Linked DNA regions of Mus musculus: region 1 is linked to region 2. A link is a contact called in public promoter capture Hi-C data. All regions are on one chromosome and are shown on one strand. The core of a region is the stretch at or near the end of the contact, and the rest is flanking DNA. Distances in the headings are between cores, read along the strand shown.

Region 1 (4,215 bases), core at 1,445-3,944, 1.8 Mb after region 2:
AAAGGAGCTAAGGTTTAGAAATGAAGTGTGAGAATCAGGTCAGTGTTTGTTTTGTTTTGTTTTGTTTGTTTGTTTGTTTTTGAGACAGGGTTTCTCTGTATAGCCCTGGCTGTCCTCAGATCTAGGACAGGGACTGAGATGCATATTTTACATATCAAAGCAGATTTGACCTCCAGGTTTTCTCAGCATCCCTCAGTCCCTACCCGGCATACCCTGCCTCCAACCCTGAACTTTCCAGTCCAGGTACTGGGCTGCCCTTCCCCCATGCACCCCCCCCCCCAGGTTCTTCCTTATATAAGCCAGACATTTTGGTCTCCCTCCTCCTCCTCCTCCTCCTCCTCCTCCTCCTCCTCTCTATCTATGCAGGCATCCTTTCTCTTTCTCTTCCCCCTCAGCCCCCCTCTTCTATGGCGACTCCCTGGCCTCAATCCTTGGGGCCAGTGAACGTGCCCAGAGCAGTTTCCTAATAGTATATTTTAGTCTGACTTGAATTGGCTCATTTCACCAGTGGAGAAATAACCTATCACACACTGTTTGTGATCAATACTAACCTTGAGCTTTGAAGAATTACCTATGGGATCCTTTAGTGGTGTGTGTATAGGGGTGTACTTTTAAGATTTTATAGAAACGTTCATGTTACTATATGTTGTGCCCCAGTCCTAGGTCCCTTGTAGTGAACTAAATGAATCTTTCGTTTAAAAAACAATGCAACAGAATTAAAAAAAAAAAAAAAAAAAAAAAACCTCCAACTTATTTTGTCATTGACATAGCTGAAAAGTTAAATATTGATGTCACTTTGGGAGCAATTATCAGCTCTTCTTGGAAGTACTTAAACGTGCCTAACCTGGCCTAAACTTGCCTTGCTTGACAAATCAACACCAAACTGACATGTAATTGCACTGCTCGGTTCTCTGGTAGTCACAAAAAACTGCAGCTGTCCCCACAACCTAGGCTAACCATAGTACTGTTTAAGGGACCATCCACATATACAGAGAATTAGGGGGCCACAATGCATGATTTTAATCTACACTTAAACAAGATTGGGCTCATCTCCATGCACATAAAAGTCTAAAAAGAAAGCCACCCTGAGCAGGAGTTCTGACTTTCAGGATGGTGGTGAACAGGTTATGGCTGGAATTCTTGTCAAAACTAGTTTTGTGGACCCTACATGAGGTGAGTCAGAACTCTGGAGTGAGTGTCCTAGAGAATTCACTATGAATGATTTTCTCTCCCTGACACTTAGAAAATTTACCAGAGTAGAATGTTAATTCACATTATATCTTTTAACATCCTCATATGTACGTGACTTCTTGGTGAGATCAAAATCACAGAGCAAGATATTCCCAGGACGGTGAAATAAGCAGACAATGCCTTTAGTAAAGGCACTCACACACTTAAGTGCACACAGTCGCAAATTCATGCTTGCACATGTTCATTGGAAGCAGGCACCAAACAACCACCTTTCATGCTAGCAGATCCAAATCAATGAGGCTCCCTTGAGCTTAGAGAATGGAATGCTGATTAGCAAGTTAATTATGTCAGACAAGGAGTAAGTTATGAATAATAATAATGATAATAATAATAATGAGAGGAGAAGAAGAAGAAGAAGAAGAAGAAGGAGAAGGAGAAGGAGAAGGAGAAGGAGAAGGAGAAGGAGAAGGAGAAGGAGAAGAAGGAGAAGAAGAAGAAGAAGAAGAAGAAGAAGAAGAAGAAGAAGAAGAAGAAGAAGAAGAAGAACCACTACCACAACAACATTACTGTGCCTCTGATACTCTTATTCAAACATCACCCTTTGAAACATTGAAAATGTATTTGATTGTAGTAAGCTATGTTCAATGTAGAAAAATGTCCTGACAGCTATCAAGAGGAAATAGTCCAGATATCAAAGCGGTACTTCCTGTCATTGTGTCTATACGGTGATAACCTATATTAATAATTGCCAAAGGTGAACTTCCTTCCACATAATAAGCTTCAAGGTGTTGTTGTAGTCATGGGTTCCATGAAAAGCTTGCCAATCATTTGGCTTTTTAGAAAATCCAATTAGGTATGAGTTTCTCTTGCCCTCGTGTATTTCACTGAGACACAATATAGCTACAGCCCCGTTTTTCGGTATCACCTCTGCAATTAGGATGTCAGAAAATATGTATCCCATCACTCTCAACTTGAGTCTAGCTAAAACTTATTATTTCAGTCTAACTTGTGTTAAGATACCAAAACAAACAAAGCAAAACAAAAAATAAACCCTAAATATCTTAGGATCACAAGAGATCTTTCCTGACTTAATACTCACAAGGAACACTAAATAGAATTGAAAATAAGTCATGATAACAGGGATAGACAATTAATCGTGGAAAAACAAAAGAAATTTTTAGCCCCTTCGGACTCCTATGTTCAGAATTATGACTTACCTCAGAATATAGGATTCCCATCCCGGTCCTTCCTGGATTCGCACCCTCTCTACAATGCAGTAGTGAATCTTCTAGAGGCGTTTCTAATTAATATTAAATTTCTTCCAGGAAAATAAGGTCCCTGGAAGTCCAAGCTGGTGGCGAGCCCTCTCTTTCCACACCTGGGAATGCCTTTTCAGCAGTCTGTGACAGCAACACACCTTGTAGAGAGACAGGCTATGAAGAGAAGGCATTGGCTTACAGGTAATGATCCCAGCTGTATCACTGTTACAGCCAGGGGAACCGGTTTCTGAGTCATGTACCTCTGCCAGTGGAGGCGGCAGTAAAAAAGGAAGCACAGGTGGGGTGCTGGGAGGAGGAACTTCTTAGGCCAGCAGGAAGAGTTCAAAACAGGACTCTGTACTTACGCAATTTCTGAATTGAAATCCAGCATTCAGTGGCCATCATAGTCAGCCAACTCATTAGTGAGAGTCACGGGATCTAGTTAGGTAAATAATCCTTAAAGTCATGGCTAGCAAGTTACACCTTTCCCCCAGACACTTAAAGGGCCCTGTAAGTTAATAAATTAAACTTAACTTAATAGTTTTTTTAATTATTTTAATTGATGTGTGGTAATTATACACATGTATTCAGTATTATATGATAATTCAAAAAGTATTATATATAATGGTCAAGTGAGAGTAATTAGCATTTCTATATGTTTTAATGTCATTCTTCTGAGAACCTTCAAAGTCCTCTCTCATACTTTTTTTATAAGTAAAAAAGATGCAAAGTAGATCACTCTGAGGTGCTGTGGAGCACCAGGCCTGACTCCTGCTATATCTGTTGTGGTACCTGTGACTCAGCCTCCTCCGCTGCCACTAGCACCTTCTGTGCCTGCAGTCATCGCTACTATAATCTCTTATCGTGGTGCTGTAGGGAACAGCTGAAACCCTGCTCAAAGTTCTTTTGTGTTGTGTGACACTTGTTTTATTCAGACCGTGCCTTGCCCTGACAGATTTCAGTTTACAAGCAACATTTGACTCCATTGTGAGAATGGCGGATGACTGTTCATCTTGCTGGACACAGGAGCAACAGCAGCTGTCTGACATGACCTGAGAGGCCCTAACTGAAAAGTAGTTTACTCCTTAAAGGAGGAAAGGCACATTGGTCGCTGTGAACTGGGATCGCAGAAACACATGGGCATATTATGATCATGATCGGAGGAGTAGGTTGGGGACTTAGCAGACACTCCAAACTGAGGAATGGATGCTACACTCTCACCTGGATGGATGGTGATGCCTCAAAGAGCATCCATCTGACCTCCTGCCCTGTTTATGAAGAGACCAATGGAAACAGAACTCTTGATTGTCCCCAGGACATCACCTTAGCTCACTCCTTATTATTGATGCAGACAACAGCAAATTTCTATCCACTCATCTCCCTATCATTAGTGTGGGCCTACTCCTACCTTTTGCTCTCCCGACTCTGTGGCCTAGGTCCCATGTCTCATCTCTGAAGCTCTACTCCAACCCTATAGCCTATATCTACCACCACCACAGGGTCTTCCTGTATAGACTATCTGATGGCAGTTTTCAAACTTCTAACTCATTGAACAGCCTTTTAAACTATCCATAGTCATTCTGTAAACTACATATACACATATCATATATGTGACATATCATGTGTGATCTGAGGATATTAATAATTAAGATTACTCCAATTTGTGCTTGTCACATGGAAAAAAGAACTTTTCACGGATTGCTTCCAGTAAAGCTGTTATACCTTGTGGATTTGTTATATTAGTAATAAAGGATGATATGAAAAT
Region 2 (4,292 bases), core at 1,076-3,575:
CTCCCAAATCGAAGGCAACTTCCACCAGGATCAGACCTCATCAATCTCACTCCTTTCTGCTCCCTTGGCCCCCACCCCTGCTGATGTTCAGCCCCTAGTGCCAGAAGGCAAGGCGTAAGGAGTTGACAGACAGCACACCAAGACAGGCATTCACGACTTCCATAACCAGGTAGCCAACTAGAAACACCCCCAATCTGAAGAAGGTAAATTTCAGGAAAGCGATGACAGAAGGCAGGCCTCAGAACACTGAAAATAAACTTCCCGTCAGAAACCAGCCTTCTGTCTTTTTTATGTGTGTAGCGCTGAACTCGGTCCTGTCTGAAGGTGAAATGAAACATCCGAGAAGCACCTGCCCGGATTCTCTCAGCTCCCCAGGTCAATAGCATCCTCCACCCCGACTGTTAGCCCGGCAGTCAAAAAGGATCAAGCATTATCCAGAATCCGTTAGATGGACCAGGACACCGGGGCCACCAAAGGAAGACAGTTGGAGTGTGGGTTTAAAATCCGGGCAGAGGCAGCGCTGCTACCACTGATGTGCCCTTGACAAGTCGCCTATGATCACTCAGACCCCTCATTCTCTGGACGAACCGCGTCCAGAGCTACGCAGATGCCCCTGCAGGCCTTACCCTTTAACACCCCCACGCGGTGAGGACACGCGGGGTCTCAGAATAGTCGCGAGCCAGGGGCTGTTACACCGCCTGGGAAGGAAGGGGCTCGCTCCTCCGGGAAGGGGGGTCCCACCTGTTATGCCGTTGGGGGTCATCGAGGGGCCGTGCTGAAGGGAATCCCAAAGCCGCGGACTCTTGGCCCCGCTGCGATCAGGCCAGGAGGTACCAACTGTCACTCTGCCGCCCAGGGTTGTGGGGGTGGGGCTGTGATTTTGGGGGTCCACCCCTAAGCACTACGGGACCTCTGGCTGGCTTCCACCTGGAAAGGTCCTCAGTCCCGGGCTCTCAGGCCCCGCTACCGTCCGCTCGCCTCAATGTGACACCAGGCAGCCTTCCAGCCCGCACGCAGCACCTCGGAAAGGTGCCCACGGACGCCTCCTCCTTCCTCCCCGCCCAAGTTGGCGGGGGAGCCCCGCCGGCGGCCCGCCCCCTCGGAGCCGGGATCGCGGCCGCCAGAGCGCTCCCCCGCGCCCACCCCCACGAGCGGCCGCGGGGGACCGCACGCCAGGTACGCGCGACACCGCGCGGTATGCGCTCACGCCCCCTCGCCCCGGCTGCCCGCCCGCCGTCAACCGAGGTCAGGCCTGGCCCGAGAGACTCGGGTCAGATCCAGCCGCTCGCGACCCGGAGGCCGGCCCTCCACCCCCGCCCCGCGACTCACTTGCACGCGAGTCGTGGCAGCCGCCGGAATTCTTTCCACGCGCCGAGCCCCGCGCCGCGGAACGAAACCGGGGCAGGGCGGCGTGCGGACTCTGCACCCGATCCCGCTCTCCCGTCCGCGTGCCAGGCTCCCGGGACGAGCAGCCCGCCCGAACCGGCTCTCCCTGCTCCCGTCCAGCCGGCAGCCCGCCGCCGCTGCTCCGGCCGCCGCCGAGCTGGCGAGAAGGCTTCTGACTTGGAACCTCGGGCTGCCGAGCATGCCCAGTCCGCGGCGGAGCCGGGTCGGCTTCCCGCGCGACGCCAGTCCGTTCCTCCGGGTGTTCCCGGCGGCCAGGGGGCGGGGACCGCGGACGCTCGACCAGGGACCCAGCTGAGTCCCGCAGGACAGCTGGCCGTGGGGTGTGCTGGGGGTGGGGACGGGGGGGGGGGGGAGTCCTTTTTGTTTCTAGAAACGGGAACTGGAGATGCGGTTCCCTTTCGCCCCCACCACCCCCCAACCACGAGAAGAGAAAGATGGTGGGTTTCATCCTCCGGGATCAGAAGCCCTATTAGGAGCCAGCCCGAGAGTTGTGCGGCAAAAGGCGGCTAGAAGGTTGGGGACACAAACTCAGCCTTGGTGAAACTACCTACGGGGACAGCTGTTGGCGAACTACACTGGCATTTTCTTTCCCACCAAGCCCAAGAGCTGCGACACTTGTGACTCCCTTATGATTGATCATTTAAAATGGATGAACCTCAAACTCTTCGGGACATTTTTCCGAAGCTCTAATCCTTAAAACCACCATCTCCCCCCCCCCCCCCCCCCCAAATCAGGGGTCTGCAGGCTTCCTAAATCGCGCAGCCCCAGGCAGCGTGAAGGCCCAGGAGTTCTCGGGAAGAACCGGGCCCTCCCCCCTAGTCCGTCCGGGCCCCACCTCCCGCCGCCTCTCGGAGCTGCGGCGAAAACCTGGAGAGCGCCGCACCAGGGCCGGAGCACTGCGCATGCCCAATGGCCCCACGGGGTGCGGGTCGCCGGCAGATCTCCAGCTCGGGCAGTGGAACCCGGTACCAGGACGGTGATCTCGCGGCAGAGACAGCAGCCTCCAGTAGCTCCGGCCTTCTGGGCCGACCGCTCGTACCACCGTGGCATGGGTCGCCCGGGACGCGCTACCCTGCAGGGTCTGGTCTGGGGGCGGGGAGGGGGGAACGGCCGTGCCTGCGAGACACGTGACTGTCCGCGGAGCTCCGGGGCAGCCATCTTCAGCTCTCCGGGGCCGTAGACGAAGAAGGGTCCGGGATCCGGGCAGACTCTAGTCCATTTGCCTCCCCACCAGGCACAGGCCCCCGCCCTCACCTGCATGCAGTCCGCCAGTCTACAGCGGGGGTACAGCGAGGGTACTGCGACGCCGGTGACACCGGGAGGACCGGCTGTCTCCAGAGCCAGAACCTAACGGCTAAGAATTGGAGAGCCGCTCTCTTGGAGCTGATGGCTTCTGCTTTTCCCCAGGGGCGGAAGTTGGGAAGAGGAGTTCCCGTTCCTAAGGCGCTGGCATCGCTCCTCCTGCTGCTTCCCTGTTCTGACCCATTCCCGGCGACGGAGGATGAAGGTGGCGAAAGATGTTTGGACAGCCGTCGCTCTCCTCCATGCTTTTCTCCTGCTGCTGGTTAGCTTGGATGGTGATGGTGTCACCTGGGGTCCTGGAATCTCTGGGCCCGCATCCTCATTACCCGAGAATTCGTTAGAACGACACATTCACGACCACACCTAAACCTACAGAATCAGAAACGCCACTAGTGGGGTCGGTCCTGAAACCTGGTTAACAAGCTCCCAAGGTGAATCTGATGGCCGCTTTCCCTAAGCAGTAGAGACCCTTTTTCGTGTATGGTGCTGAAAATTTAGCGTCCTCTGTCCCCAAATACAGTGAAAAATCGGATTTAAAATGTGTCTGCTCCTGTGTGAGCTCTTAAAGGTCTTGTCCTCTCCTGCACCTCCGGCCTCTTCACCTTAGGACACTATGCTATCGCACTTCTCAGGGAGATAAGAAAGGGTGGCCTGACGCATACTGCTTTTAAATGACAACCCACTAACCTGCTCTATTTGAGTGTCAACCAAGAGCAAGGGAGTGGCTGAGATTATAGTAGCCCCGCTGGTTATTTTCATCAGTTTGCACCTAAGAGGGAAAAAAAGGAGGCTTGCTGTCTTGAAGTAAGTACTGGACAGCCGCTGGCTCTTTGCAGTGTTACTTTGCATTTGCTGTAACCAAGGTCAAAGCAAGCGAGCTGCTGCCTGGCAGGTCATGGAATCCAGACTTTAAAATTCTCCCTCCCCACCCCACACACACTTGTTACAAGTGTGTCCCAGGCATTAGAGTTAGTTTAGTTTTTCTTCCCCTCCCCCCTCCCTGTATCTTTGAAATGTTTTTTAGGAAAAAGAAAACATTTTTCTATGAAAGTTTTAGGAGTATTCCTAATACATGAAAAGGGCAGAGTATACAAGTATTTTATACTCCAAATTTCACTCCAATTTCAGAAAGTGGTTCTTAGAAAAGGCACACATAAAATATACATAACAGAGCTTTAAGTAAATATAGGGATGGTAATCTAGAGAGAAATCCTCGCCTTGAAAGTAACTTGAATGGCGTGGTCATAAGAGATGCTTCAGAGTTGGCATACTTTTAAGTCAGTCACTGTACAAAAAATAATAATAATCAAGATGAAATGTTCCTTTTCTAGTCCACTAAACCATGAAGAACCTTAACAGGAGGCTGGAGAGGTAGCTCAGCAGTTACGAGTACTTGCTGGTCTTGAAGAGAACCCTAGTTCAATTCCCAGCACCCCACTTTGCCATTGACAACCATCTGAAACTCTACTTCTTTGGAATCTGATGCCTTCTCTGGCTGCAGAGAACACCAGGCATGCAAGAGTTACACTATATATGCAGGCAGGCATAGCATCATATATGAAGTAATAAATGACTTTAAGAAA

The links. Promoter capture Hi-C pulls out the DNA fragments that hold promoters and counts their contacts.
Region 1: a promoter capture Hi-C map of pre-B cells shows a contact between it and region 2, with 3 times the contacts expected there. A contact is called at or near these places in 3 of 39 promoter capture datasets (hippocampal neurons, liver and pre-B cells).

What each region holds. Positions count from the first base shown.
Region 1 is chr19:34,163,347-34,167,561 of GRCm38.p6, forward strand. It overlaps Ankrd22 (ankyrin repeat domain 22), which reads right to left and starts at 2,695. Exons shown (of 6, transcript NM_024204.6): 1 at 2,409-2,695. The coding sequence starts at 2,429.
Region 2 is chr19:32,386,891-32,391,182 of GRCm38.p6, forward strand. 2700046G09Rik (RIKEN cDNA 2700046G09 gene) reads left to right here and starts at 2,326. Exons shown (of 2, transcript NR_033198.1): 1 at 2,326-2,486; 2 at 2,815-4,292. It overlaps Sgms1 (sphingomyelin synthase 1), which reads right to left and starts at 1,622. Exons shown (of 10, transcript NM_144792.5): 1 at 1,330-1,622.